Linked DNA regions of Mus musculus: all the other regions are linked to region 3. The links are chromatin contacts, called in public HiChIP or PLAC-seq and promoter capture Hi-C maps. All regions are on one chromosome and are shown on one strand. Each heading gives the region's core, a stretch centred on a gene start, on an enhancer-like site or on the middle of the called end of the contact. The rest is flanking DNA. Distances are from core to core; before and after follow the strand shown. Region 1 has its middle 12 kb from the start of Gm33819. Region 2 has its middle 48 kb from the start of Gm9733. Region 3 holds the start of Car2 (carbonic anhydrase 2). Region 4 has its middle 99 kb from the start of Slc7a12.

Region 1 (3,427 bases), core at 681-3,180, 280 kb after region 3:
ATTCCAAGCCACATTAAGTATATAAAGGCAGCCACTGTAACTGGTCCCAAGGAATGAGGCCAGAGAAGTAGTGCTGGGGAAGACGATGACAAAGGGGGAGGAGAAAGAGAGAAAGAGTGTGCCCATGCAGGGAGAGGGAAAATGCAAGAGGGAAAGAGAAGAGAGAAGGAAGGAGAGATCAAAAGGTCTGGATTATATAGGAAATATCCCCTGGGAGTCTGGGATAAATTAAGCTGAGTTCCTGGACTAGAAAATTCAGGAAAGAGGGCAGGGTAGGCAAGTCGGGACTGAGGGATGCTGGGAGAACCTGGAGGCCAGGCTTGACTTGGTATGTAAATATGTACCTTAGCTGTTTGTCCTGGATCTGATTCCCAACCATAGTGTTACTTCTGTGAATGTTTTCAGGGCTGAGTATTTTGTATTTGATAACAAATTGGTGTGATTATCCCTGGGAAAGTCTATTTATTCTGCTTTTAGCATTTCATAGTTGCCTGTGGTTCTTTGTGTAGTGTTGAAGTCTCCTAGACTGCTCCCATCCATGTTAGTATATTTATAGTTGTTCATAATAAAATATACATGGTTCTGAAGGAACCCAGACAGAGCATATGCAGCTGCAAGATGATCCAAGTGGGAGCATTTCAGGGGCAACAGATGTCCTGCTTGGTGTTCCCCAAGTGGGTCTGTGGTATTCCTCTAGCCTTGCTTTATCTGTATCAAATGTGGAGATCAGTTGTGTTCAGCATCAGAGAGGGAGCATGTCGGGTGAATCAATGGAGGGCAAAGTCACAACAGGAAATGAGGTGTGAGTAGGTTGCAAGTTCAATGTCAGAATGATTTGTTCCTTTCAAGGAGGAAGCAAAAGAAAAATTCTTTTGGTAATAATGGCTTTCAGCTTATTGATTTGTAAGATCTTGAATGAGTTACCAAGTTATAGGCAGTCTTGAATGAGTTACCAAGTTATTGGGAGTTCCAGTGAAAAGAATTAAGGATTAATATGATTAAATATATTACTCATACATTTTCATCAACAAATATAAAATAAGTCAGTCAGCCTTTCAGGCCTGGCCAGTCCTGTGGAGAGTCTAATTTGAACTGTGTTTGTGAATCACTTAGCAATTACCAAATTATTTTAATTTTCTAATGTGTTCATGCTTTAAGGCTCTTTCACAAAGGAGACTATTTAGAATTACCTCCCCAAATCAATTTAGTTAATCTCAACAGAGACTGGTATTGGGAAATAACCTAGTTTCTCATCTACCAGCCAGTCTCAGGTTCTGTGGTCTCCTGTGTCCTTGTTGTTTTGTGAGAGCTCACAATGACAGCATTCTCCAATATGACATATTGAAAAGAATCCATCGACTTCCTCATAGGGAATTAAAGCAAACATACGGTGAGAAGCCCCAGGAAGACCTTAAGAGGTAGAACATCTGGAACAGCTAGCGTTATTACTTACAACTTCTCATCAAGAAAACAGTAACCAAAATATTTCTTCCCATGAGTTTTCAATCAGGGATTTTATAAACTTCAGTTTATTTGTCATAATAAGTAAAATGAAAGCTGTATTTCTCCTAAAGTTAATTTTTACATGAAATACAAATAAACCTGGAAAATCACTGGTTGCTAAGCCTCAGTAAAAACTTTAGTACAAAGGGCTTAATGCAAGCGCAAGAGTGATTTTGCCATCTCTGTAGTTCGTTCACCAGTCTAGTGATGACCAAATTATGTGATCAATCAAATTTCATGATATACTTTAAATTCTCCAAGACTCAGTGATAATATAAATGATATCAAGTCATGTACTTTATCACCTGTAGATGTCCATATTCCCTGTGTTTGGAGATTCATGAGAATTGACTAAGAAGGATGTTAGACAGTTGCACTGTGTGACTAAGGATGTAGAGTTTTAGTTCTGCAGAGGTGTATCTGAGAGAAATAGGTCAAGTACTTTACAAACAGCATGGGTGGGATTTTTTTTTTAGCATGGGACTATTCTCCATATTCATAGACATGTTCCAAATATTTCTGCTTCTCAAACTTTAGATTATGAATCTTATCAACAGAATGAAGGCCTGAAGATTTCTCTTTCAAGTAGGCAACAAGCTAGGTTAGGGACAAATTTCCCAGTTGAAACAAAATAATGCATAAAATTAAAAACTATTTTAAGGAGTACATTATTTGATCAAACAGACATCACCAAATCATAACCTAAGAGATAATGGAAATAGAGAAGCAAGTAGAACAGCTTTAAGGATACTTGCTGAGCCCAGCAAGCACGGATTTATAGGATTAAAAGACAACAACATTTTATGCTAAAAATATACCAGCATTATTCCTTTACCAGCTCCCTCAGGATAGCAGCATCACGTACCCACAAACCCACACACAGAAGCATAGACAGACCCAGATACATGGACACACACACACAAAACATGCACATATACACACAGACATACATAGACTCACAGACACACACACAGAGACATATACACACAGACACACACAAATACAGACATACACACACATACACATAGACACGGACAGACACACAGACATACAAACCCACACAAGCACAGACACACAAACAAATGTAGATACACACACACAAAGACACAGAGATACGAACAGATACATACCCAGATATACATATACACAAACACAGACAGACAGATACAAACAGACACAGACATAAACATACCCACACAGAAACACACACACACACAGAGCTAGACACACAAACAAGGACACACAGACACTCACAAGCACAGACACACAAACAAATGTAGACACACACATAAACTCACAAAGGCACAAACAGATATAGACCCAGTTATACATATACACAGACACAGAGAGAGACAGACACACAGACACACAAACAGACACAGGCACACACAGACACACAGATACACACACACACACACTCTCTCTCTCTCTCTCTCCGCCCTCCCCTTTCATAGAATTGTAGGAGAGGATATTATGGCACTGAGTAAGTGAAGAGAATGAGGCAGAAAAACAATCTTCAAAAAGCTGTGGTCACCACTTCATAATCCTGGTATAGAGAATCTAATTCTATTGAGTCAAACAATCATAACAAGTAATTTGCAAGAGCAGAGAGTAATACACAATAAAAAATCTGATTGTCATCTCTTTACTAAACCAGCACAATTCTAACTACCTTCTAAACATTTGTCCTTCTCCTCACAGATAATTACAGCCCTCTGCCCTCTTCCTCTAATAAAGACAATTTCTCTTTTCAACAGATGGAGACAAATATAGAAGTTCATATAAGATCAAAAATGGAGAGTTGCAGAATGAAATCCCAGAAGATCCACATCTAACACAGCTCCTAGACCACAGGCTCAGGGATCACCATGGAAGACGAAAGATTTTAAGAGCCAGAGGAACAGAGATGAAAGAATTTAAGAGC
Region 2 (3,117 bases), core at 196-2,695, 400 kb after region 3:
GCAGATAGGATGTAATTCATAGCTTATTAGTGATACTAGCCTTTTCTGCCATGCCATTCGTTATAATGAATGGTGATCTTGATGATAATGTAGGTGGAAGGAGTGCCACTATGTATCATATCTTTGTTATTTCATTTTTTATAAGCATGTTCTATGGGAGAGAGGTTACTTCTTCCCTTAGAGAAGAAGACCCTGAGGTTCATAAAGAGCACTGGACTTGTGAGATGGTAAGAAATAGGTAAGAGATCACTACAGCACTCTCCCTCATTAATTAACACAGCATACATGCAATTATTTCTGCATAGCGTATTCTCTGAGCAGCAGCCACAGAATAGAACTGCCTCCTGCATACAGTCTCAAAAATGTGAAGAAGAATTAAATAAATGAGTTTCTTCAGGCGCCTGAGGCCCCTGGAACAAAGCCTGTTATGCCCAAAGCTACCTAAAGTAGACATTTGGCAGAGAATACCTCATGTCTGATTGGGGGTGTGCATGGGGGGAAGTAGAGTGATATAAGTGGCAGGGCTCAGTGTAAGGATAGTTGGTTTCTGTGGGAAATGAAACGGAGGGCACAGAACATGGCCTCTGAGACAGGTCAAGCAAGATGAAACAGTCTCTGTTTCAGTCTCAATATCATCTGTAGCATGGTGTTGATCAGAGATCCTTAAGAAGGAAAGCCTGGGCCTCCGTGTATTACCTGCCATAGCAAGACACCAAAAACCAGTCAGCATATCATGGTTGTAATAAGGCAGATAACTTGTTCAACCTGACCCTTAGTTTCTATTTCTACAGAATGTGGTTCCAGTGCCCACTTTTCCAGAGTGCTATGACTACCCAAGTGCTAAGACTGTGGCATCAGGAAGCCATGGAATGAGAAAAACCTTACTCTCTGCGGACTCCTCAGTTTCCTTTCTATGATGATGACAGCCATTGTCCCTGCTAGGTATTTCTTGAGGAAAGAGAAACCATACACATACTATAATGGTAATATCAGGGTCATAAGAGCATCAGATTTGTAGTAGTTTTCGGGAGAGAGGAAGGAATGCCTAGATATACATCCAGGCATTGCTACTCTTTGTCAAGTACCCAGAAAAGACCTTCTACACAGGGCCCACACTTGATACCTACTTCCTGCTAGCACAGTATATAGATCGGCTCTACAGAAGTAGTAAAGTTATACAACATACTGACCTTTAGGAAAGGTTTATCACTGTGAACTGTGTTACTAAGGGGGCATGTGATGTTGTACTTTTCACTTTCCCTCTCTAGGCCTTAGATATTAATGAAGTTTAGTTGAGATTTGTTGGAGACATGCCACATTAAGCTTGAGATGCCTAGGACCCCTGATGACGAGGAAAAAAAAACTGCTGGGGGTACTGTGTCTCAGAACATGAGGTATGGCCTCTTCTGGGTGCCAGTATGAGCACTGAGAGGCCCTTGTCGCAGGTACCTCGTGATGTTTTTCCTGCAACCATTATTAGTACGTATCATTCTCCTTATCTATTTACTGTTCCTTCTCTTTCCTTCTTCCTTCATTATTTGGTGACCTGGCAAGACCTAGTAGGAGGCTGCTTAATATCCAAAAACTAGATGTTACTGATAGTATTAAAGTGAAATTTGTTCATGAATTTGAGAGAAATGTGTGTTACAGTCACTCGCTCGAGATGGAAATGAAAGTAACCTAGAGCTGCGGGCAGAGATGAGTAAATCTGCAGCTGTTCCCCCAGTCTTAGTCTCAGTTCTGCATATTAAAAACAGGACATTTTTTATTACAAAACTGAGGATGGAATAGCATACAAATATTTCCCAGAAAGTCAGCAATGGCTTCCTTGGGTTCAGGGAGGATGATAGTAGCCCTGTAGGAATTCTCCATACAGGTCAAGTGAGAATGTTTTTCTAGATAGACAGGTAGAGAGTCCTGAAGACTGCAAGGTTATCAGGATGACCTCATTTTTGCCCTTTTATAAAACAATACTGTCCCACACATGTCTGAAGATACTGACTGCAACTGCAATACCGCTGCCCCCCACCCCAACCTCACTGGGGACTAGTGGTTGGGGAAATATATATAAAAAAAAGTGCTTCCTGCAAAACTTGTGTTTGAGATTTTATGGTTCCCTTTTTTCTGTTCTAAATCTGTACTACTCTGTATCACAAGAAAATATTGGCACAAGAAAATAGAGAAGCATTTACCCACCGCACCAGTGAACGTTGTAACCCAACCTCCTTTTGTGATTTCAATAAAAGACTGAGGCTGAGTCACATCTATATGAGTATTCTGACTCCTGAGTTCAGAAAGATCTCATGGAAATGAACAAGCCTGTCAGCTTCTCAGTCAATGTGTTTTGTTATTTACCTATCAGGTATCTCTAGTCTTTGATTACCCCCAACTCTTATTGAGACTAAACCCTGGCAAAGATTGCTGGCTGTTTACCTGGCTATCTTTAGAATTACCTACCAAACTGAAAGAAATCTTGGCTCCAGATTCCTTTAATTGTTTTGATATGGGTATTGGCATCTGAAATACCAAGTATAGGCTTTAAAACAACCAAAAATATTTGTGATTTTTCCCTTGATAGAAATGTTAGAACAGCAAGCTGGCATATAACAGTCTCTTATGCGTCAGAATAGCGGGTCTCAGTATGCTGCACACAACTTTCTAAAGCCTAAGTGATGTGCCAAGGACACCTCTCAAGGAGGAAACCCAGGGTCCCTAAGGTCAAACCAAGGGAGTGCCTAAACAGAGAATTCACAAAGAGGAATCTCCCATGGCAGAGTAGCACTTAAAGAAATATTCAAAGTCCTTAATGATCAGGGAAATGCAGATAAAAATGATGCTGAGATTCCACCTTAAACCAATCAGAATAACTAAGATGAAAAATTCAGGTGGCACCACATTTTCATGAGAATGTGAAGAAAGAGAACATTCCTTCATTGCTGGTGGGATTGAAAATTGAAACAACCATGCTGGAGGTCAATCTGTAGGTTCCTCAGAAAATTGGAAGTAGGTCTACCTCAAGACTCAGCTATATCACTCTTGGGTGTATACCCAAAAGATGCTGTACCATTCCACAGGGGCACATGCTCTATTATGTTCATAGTAACCTTATTTGTGATA
Region 3 (3,301 bases), core at 182-2,681:
GTATATGTACATATGAATATGTATATGTACATATGAATATACATACATATATACATAAATTTCCCCCACCTCCTGGGTTAGAAGGAAGTACATTTCTTCCCTCTAAAAACATGAATACATAAGCATTGGTTTTATTTTTACAAGCCCAGTGTTACTATCTGGCAGCCAGTGAATGACTGCCTGGGAGGAATGTCCCCAGTACAGCAGAGCTAGACAGTGACTGATCCACATGATACTATGAAGTCATCTCCATCATGAAGACCTGACAGAAAGAAAATGCCTACAGCCTCTGTAATTTGAAAAGAAAATGAATATGAGATATAATACCTGATGCTCTCTTGACTGTCCAAAGGTGGGCAAGGAGACTCCCTAGCAGGAGCCTGGCTCCCACTAAAACGTACCAGACAGGATGAGGATTCCCGTAGCTGCAACCAGAATTGGTGGGGTCTGAAGCCTTGAGAAGCACTTCATCAAAATCTGTTCTTATTCCACGCACGGTAGTAATGGAACAGGAAATGGGAAACCCCTAGCAAATTGTGCATCTCTAGTGTCACAGATGCAAGGGACTATTTGTGAATTGCACTTTGTAATGGTCCTATAAAACATTCTTCATCAAAAATTTCTTTTGACATCAACCTGAAGAGTCTTGTATAGAGAAGACCATAATTTTCTGAGTCTTAGTATAAGAACAAGGAGATCTACATGTGCATCATCTTTGTGTGGCACTGGGTGAAATAAAGGCACATGATGAGTCTGAGAACACTTAAAATGTAGTCAGATATTTTTCATTATACTTACACATAGATTCTAATATATAGGTAATGTGATGTCTAGGTGCCTCCATAGAAACACAAAAAAACTGTACCCTTCTCAATTTGAATTCTAAATAATATGGCCTCAGGTCCACAATAGATTCAATACAAAAAAATTGTTCTCAAAGTCAAATAAGAAAAAAAGTGTTAGGTGAAGAGAAATGTTTAAATAAAAATACACAAAAAGAACATTGAAAGGTGTGTCCCCGGGACACCCACGGTCCCTGGGAAGCCATACAGCTACCTTTCTTTTCTATTTTTTAAGTTTTGTGTTTTTTGTTTTGTTTTGTTTTGGGGGGGGGGGGTTGGTTTCGGCTTGTCAAATACAAATTCCTTTGCCAGGAAGGGGAAGTTCTCATCTCCTTGGAAGACATTTTTAAAATCCAATTCCAAAAAGCAAAGCGATTTTTGAGAATTGTTGGTTATGTTACATCAACAGTTCGGTGCCTAGGGTTAATTTGTGGAGCAAGCGGGAAGCTGGAGGGCGCCCTGGCGGCAAAGCCGGGTCGTCTTCCCGCAGCCCGGCAGCAGGGGGCCCCCCCGCTTCCCGCTCCCGGCTCCAGGATCCCCGCTCCCGGAGCCTCTAGGACGCTCCCCGCCCAAGGTCAAACTCCGCAGCCGCGTGCGTGCGGGCCGCGGCCGGGTGGCCGGCTGGCCCGCCAGCTCTGGGAAGCGGAGCCCCGCTGTGCGGGCGGGTGACCAGGTCGGTGCTCACAATGGGGCTGGGGAGTAGGGGCGCCGGCCCGCGAGGCTGCGCAGCGCCGGGGCGAGCTGGAGAGCGCGCAGCTGCTGCAGAGCGGGTCGGACGCAGAAGCGGAGAGCAGCCGGAGGGCGCCCCGCCCCAAGCAAGGTGCGGGGGCCCTCGAACACCGAGGCCTCCGCCTGTCACCTCTGCCTGTCACCTCCGTCCGCCACCTCCACGGTCTCCTCCCCTTGCTCAGGTCCACTCGGTCCCTCCCCTGGGCCGCCCAGAGCACCAAGTTGGCGGGAGCCTATAAAAGCCGGACGGTGCGACCCGCGACACACACTGCAGGACCGCTAGACGGACGACAACTTCTGCTCTGCCCCAATCACCGGCGTGACCATGTCCCACCACTGGGGATACAGCAAGCACAACGGTGAGTGGGGAGGCCGCGCGCTCCGGGCCGCGCGCTCCGGGTCTCGGCTCAGGCACCTGCCTCGCTCCGCAGATCCCGGAGCGCAGCTTGGATGCCGGGTCTCCGCTCTGGTACGTCCCTGGCGCCCGACTCAGAGCGCTCTCTAGGATCTGATCTCAAACTTGCTTGGCCGCGCACAGGGGTTGGGAGGGATAACCCAACGCAACACCCGACGACAATACCTATCGGGACCACAGCCGGTCACCCAAGGCTAACCTAGGCAGAATCGAGCAAGGGTTGTAACTAACATTTTACTTGTGTGTAGCAGAAAGGTTAAGGGGAAACACTTGTCCCCTTCACGTCTGTATCTGCTGCACTGTGGCTAAGATTCCCAGCGCACTTTGTTGTGGCATCTTCTGGAGCCCGTTTGGGTCTAATTGCGAGTTTTCCATGCATCTTTCAACTTCTAGTGTTAGAAGGTCAATCGCAGATACCTAGACGTCTTCCAGATCAAAGGCCTTGGTATATGACGCCATCTGAGGGGAAAAGAAGGTGCACTGGCTTGTGGTTGTGTGAACTTCCCAGCAAAGATAGTTCTAAAGGAGGGGCCTGAGCCTGAGTTTTGGTCTATACGGTCTTTACTGTCACCTAGTGTGGCAGCACGAGGTTCTCAGACCTGTTATAATGCCTTAGAATCTATGTTCCAAACTCAGTCACAAGAGGGCTTATATCCCCAGTCAGACCACTCTGTTTTCAGTAGTTCTGTCTAGTATTAGTCACCGAATTTGAGTGAAAAGATCTCAAAATTGCTAACGCTTGTCTGACAATGTTAAGAAATAGATGTATATTGACTCTAATTTTCGTGTTGGCCTTATGAGGTAGACTTGGAATATTATTACCCCATGTTACAAATAAAAGGACTGAGGCACATTTTGTTTTCCTAAATGTTAAGTTAGTATCACCTCCGAATGTTGAACTGAGCAGACTGTCTAGAAACACCAGTGGCTTCCGGTGGCTGGTGTCTCCCTTCCCACAGCAATGACCTAACAGCTCTCTTCTCATCTCTAGGACCAGAGAACTGGCACAAGGACTTCCCCATTGCCAATGGAGACCGGCAGTCCCCTGTGGACATTGACACAGCAACTGCCCAGCATGACCCTGCCCTACAGCCTCTGCTCATATCTTATGATAAAGCTGCGTCCAAGAGCATTGTCAACAACGGCCACTCCTTTAACGTTGAGTTTGATGACTCTCAGGACAATGCAGGTCAGTGTTTAGGAAAACATCCATCGGGCTTTTTAGCCAATAGTTATTTTCGGTCTTAATGGAAAATACAGGGACACCGGCAGGAGGTCCCTGCCACCACAATTTGTGTCCGAAAGCTGAGATGTC
Region 4 (3,006 bases), core at 67-2,566, 500 kb before region 3:
CTACTCATAACAACTGGTTACAAACAGCTCCAGAAGTTCCTGTAACCATTAGTCCTAAGGCAAGTGAGCTGCAGAGGGAAGGGCTCCCTTGCTGTAAGACCAACTGGCAAGGCTGGCAAAGCTGGCATAGACTCCAAGGGCTCCAGTATGAGCATCATCTCAGGCAAGCACTTTTCAAATAGTTTCCCATGTCCCATCCCGACCTGATCAGAATCTATAGGGTGGATCTGGGATCTATTTTAAAAGCATCCCTCCACACCCTGCAATGGTTTTAGTAACAGGTGTGTGTGTGTGTGTGTGTGTGTGTGTGTGTGTGTGTGTGTGTGTGTGTGTTTGAAGGCAGGACCAGGGACTGGAGGAAGGGAGTTAGAACCATCCAATGACTGGTTCCCAAGGGTCTGTGTTCTATTTCTCAAACTACCCCCACCCTTACCAGGGCCTAAGGATGTTGGGGACTGTAGCTTCACAAAGTATGTACTCTTGATTTGGGGATTACTTAAACATCTAATAGCAACACACACACACACACACACACACACACACACATTTTTGTAGCAAGGTTATTCTGTAGCAAGATTGGCTTTGAACTCACGTTCTTCCTGCCTTAATCTCCAAACACATTCTCCCTCATCTCTGAAGACTGATGTCCCATGGAAGCCACCCTTTTAGATGACCCAGACTTGTGGTCTTGAAGGAAGACTGATGGAGCCACGACTTCCATCAGAACAGGCAGCTTTCTTCCACCACACCTAAACGGCCAGGACACTCATGCAACTGGGAGTCCTTTATGCCATTCTTTCCCCTACGGGCATCCTGGACCATGTCCAGGTCGCCCTTAAATGGAAAAAAAGGGGGACTCTGTCAGTTTCTCTCCTTTGGGTCATTCTTGTGCTTTGGTATGCCACAGGTCAGTGTTAGAGCACACCTCTTTCCGGGGACATTAGATGTGCTCGCGGAAGCACTGGGTCATCAACACCCACAGCAGAACGGGAGTAGCTAACAAAAATAACATGAAATTTAAAAAAGAAAAAGAAAAACGGAGTGGCTGCCTTTGGCCTTGACCCCACAGCGCCACCTGGTGTCGATCCGTACAGAGCAAACTCGACGCCTGCAAATCTCTGTGGCTCCCCACGCCCTACGCAATTACGGCCATCTGCTGGTACCCGAGCTTCACTGTGTATAAATAAATGATGTGTGAAGTCCCTTCTGCACTGCGTGATTGTGAGAAGGTCAATGGGGAAAAGTGAGACAGAGTACTAGGGCTGGCCTGATGGTACTGTGCTGGGCCTCCGCAGCCAGCAGAGGGCAGCCTGTCTCCACCTTTGGATCATGGTATTCTGTGTGTCCCGTCCAGGTAGGAGGATCCATTTGTGTTTATGGAATAAACCATTGTCCTCTGCGCACAAACCTCCCTGAGAATTTCCTGTAGGTCTTGAGCCATGTTTGAGAATTGTCAGGGCCACTTAGGGCTAACACTCTTTGATCTCCAGCTGTTGGGCAGGTGTTGTAGGTCCAATGTTGGAGCATTGCTGGCCTGATCCTCTGGCTAATAAAAGCATAAAACCTATTGGTTAAATTCCACTCACTGTTTTGAAAAACTCAGTGAGGGCGCATTTTCATGGATTGACACAGCATAGCTCTGGGTACAGTAGGTGTACCTAAGATGAACAACACTACAACCCTTCAGACAAGCCTATTTTCCAAGCCTGCTCTTCCGTACAGCTGGTTGTGAGGCCCTAGCAGAAAAGCAGATGGCTAGCTGCCTCTCCCCACCATACACACACACACACACACACACACACACACACACACACACACACACACACACACACTTCCAAGAAGTGAGATCTCTGGAGTTGATACAAAAAGTCCTCTAGCTGAATTTCTCTTTACAAGGGGCTTTGCAAAAGCTGAAGTGCTGAGTACATTGTCAGGACATAACTGAGCCTTTCAAAAGCCAAGTCCACAAAATCCCCGCATCCTGAGATGGGGTGGAGGGCAAATAGGGGAAGGTGGTGGCCTTTGATCATTTGGTTTCCTTAGAACCAATACCACAAAGTAAACAGACCTTAGAAAACTCCAGAGTGATTGCCTTTGGTTCATTTCAACTAGGCCTTGCCAAATCCAGCCCTGGCTCCCTGGGTCCCTAGGACCCCCACAGACAGATGAGGAAAGAGTTCAGTTCTAAATTGCTTTATTGATCAGATGATAAATCAGCTTCAACAGCCCATGCCTACAGCCCTTGCAGAGAATCGATGTACAGCCTTGTCCCTTCCGTCTTGGGGAGCATCAAGGCCCAGCCCTTCCCCTTCTCCCCTCTGCTCCTTACCTTGGGGCCTGGATGGGCTGGGCAAGATAATGAAGGTTACTAGAGAAAGATGGGGTGATAGGAGAAGGGTCTGTGTCTGCGCTGGAGAGGAATGAGGACGTGGGGTTCAGAGGAACCCTCAGGAGTGGCTAGAACACAGCTCTACCCTGGGCTATGCTGCATCAAAAAGTGTCCATCCCAGCTACCCGACCCAAGGTTAGACCCAGAATTGACTAATCCAAGATCTGGATGACTGATAAATGTAAATGCTTGTTCAGGAATTCATTAGGATCTTCCTTGCCCATCAAAGAGGGAACTTGATGCCTAAGGAGGTCAGGCAAACTCTAGACTTTGGGGTACTCTGACATGGGTTGCTCTCCATTCCTAAATGAAAAAAAAAATTCACTATTTCCACACTCAAAGGCAAGACGCCAGAGAAAGAGCTCTTTCTGATGGCCCCACAATTCTATCTGCACCTCCCTGCCTCTCATGGGGACTTCTCAGACTGAGATGCACCAAGAATCTCAGACTCCTACCCAGAGGAAACTCTCTGGAAGCCAATAAACCACAACCTTTTCTAGCCCAATAAACCCAGCTTTTCCTGCCTACACTGCTGGTTTGCTCTACTGGGCTCCAATGGCATGGGCTCAGGTGTCCTGGCCAATAGAGGGTGGACATTCAGCCTAGAAACAGAGGTC

The links. Promoter capture Hi-C pulls out the DNA fragments that hold promoters and counts their contacts. HiChIP or PLAC-seq counts read pairs in DNA pulled down with a chosen protein or histone mark.
Region 1: a contact with region 3 is called in an H3K4me3 HiChIP or PLAC-seq map of the 230-238 cell line, with 56 read pairs. The contact joins the enhancer-like site here to the promoter of Car2 in region 3. A contact is called at or near these places in 6 of 39 promoter capture datasets (embryonic stem cells, neutrophils, stem cell-derived epiblast-like cells and 1 more), 2 of 15 datasets of contacts at CTCF or cohesin (CD8 T cells and the NIH/3T3 cell line), 18 of 484 Hi-C or Micro-C datasets (the 4T1 cell line, the 63-12 cell line, B cells and 14 more), 25 of 115 datasets of contacts at active chromatin or transcription factors (the 230-238 cell line, CD8 T cells, the HPC-7 cell line and 16 more) and 4 of 9 other capture datasets (adipose tissue, embryonic tail, liver and 1 more).
Region 2: a contact with region 3 is called in a promoter capture Hi-C map of pre-B cells, with 4 times the contacts expected there. The contact joins the enhancer-like site here to the promoter of Car2 in region 3. A contact is called at or near these places in 2 of 39 promoter capture datasets (hippocampal neurons and pre-B cells), 2 of 15 datasets of contacts at CTCF or cohesin (large pre-B cells and pro-B cells) and 3 of 115 datasets of contacts at active chromatin or transcription factors (the 230-238 cell line, bone marrow-derived macrophages and large pre-B cells).
Region 4: an H3K4me3 HiChIP or PLAC-seq map of pro-B cells shows a contact between it and region 3, with 6 times the contacts expected there. The contact joins the enhancer-like site here to the promoter of Car2 in region 3. A contact is called at or near these places in 3 of 39 promoter capture datasets (liver, pre-B cells and stem cell-derived epiblast-like cells), 3 of 15 datasets of contacts at CTCF or cohesin (embryonic stem cells, large pre-B cells and pro-B cells), 13 of 484 Hi-C or Micro-C datasets (B cells, the Ba/F3 cell line, the C2C12 cell line and 5 more) and 3 of 115 datasets of contacts at active chromatin or transcription factors (embryonic stem cells, large pre-B cells and pro-B cells).

The regions. Positions count from the first base shown.
Region 1 is chr3:15,167,096-15,170,522 of GRCm38.p6, forward strand. No RefSeq gene overlaps it. Among named protein-coding and RNA genes, the nearest start is that of Gm33819, 12 kb to the left of the region's middle. Within about 2 kb of position 1,931, at least 4 of the 459 cell types and tissues checked have an H3K27ac peak or open chromatin away from gene starts, as enhancers often do. A contact at or near this core is called in the 230-238 cell line and rod photoreceptor, where this site is marked.
Region 2 is chr3:15,282,921-15,286,037 of GRCm38.p6, forward strand. No RefSeq gene overlaps it. Among named protein-coding and RNA genes, the nearest start is that of Gm9733, 48 kb to the right of the region's middle. Within about 2 kb of position 1,446, at least 71 of the 459 cell types and tissues checked have an H3K27ac peak or open chromatin away from gene starts, as enhancers often do. A contact at or near this core is called in the 230-238 cell line, bone marrow-derived macrophages, pre-B cells and 1 more, where this site is marked.
Region 3 is chr3:14,884,857-14,888,157 of GRCm38.p6, forward strand. It overlaps Car2 (carbonic anhydrase 2), which reads left to right and starts at 1,432. Exons shown (of 7, transcript NM_009801.5): 1 at 1,432-1,930; 2 at 2,978-3,175. The coding sequence starts at 1,897.
Region 4 is chr3:14,380,610-14,383,615 of GRCm38.p6, forward strand. No RefSeq gene overlaps it. Among named protein-coding and RNA genes, the nearest start is that of Slc7a12, 99 kb to the right of the region's middle. Within about 2 kb of position 1,317, at least 32 of the 459 cell types and tissues checked have an H3K27ac peak or open chromatin away from gene starts, as enhancers often do. A contact at or near this core is called in pro-B cells, where this site is marked.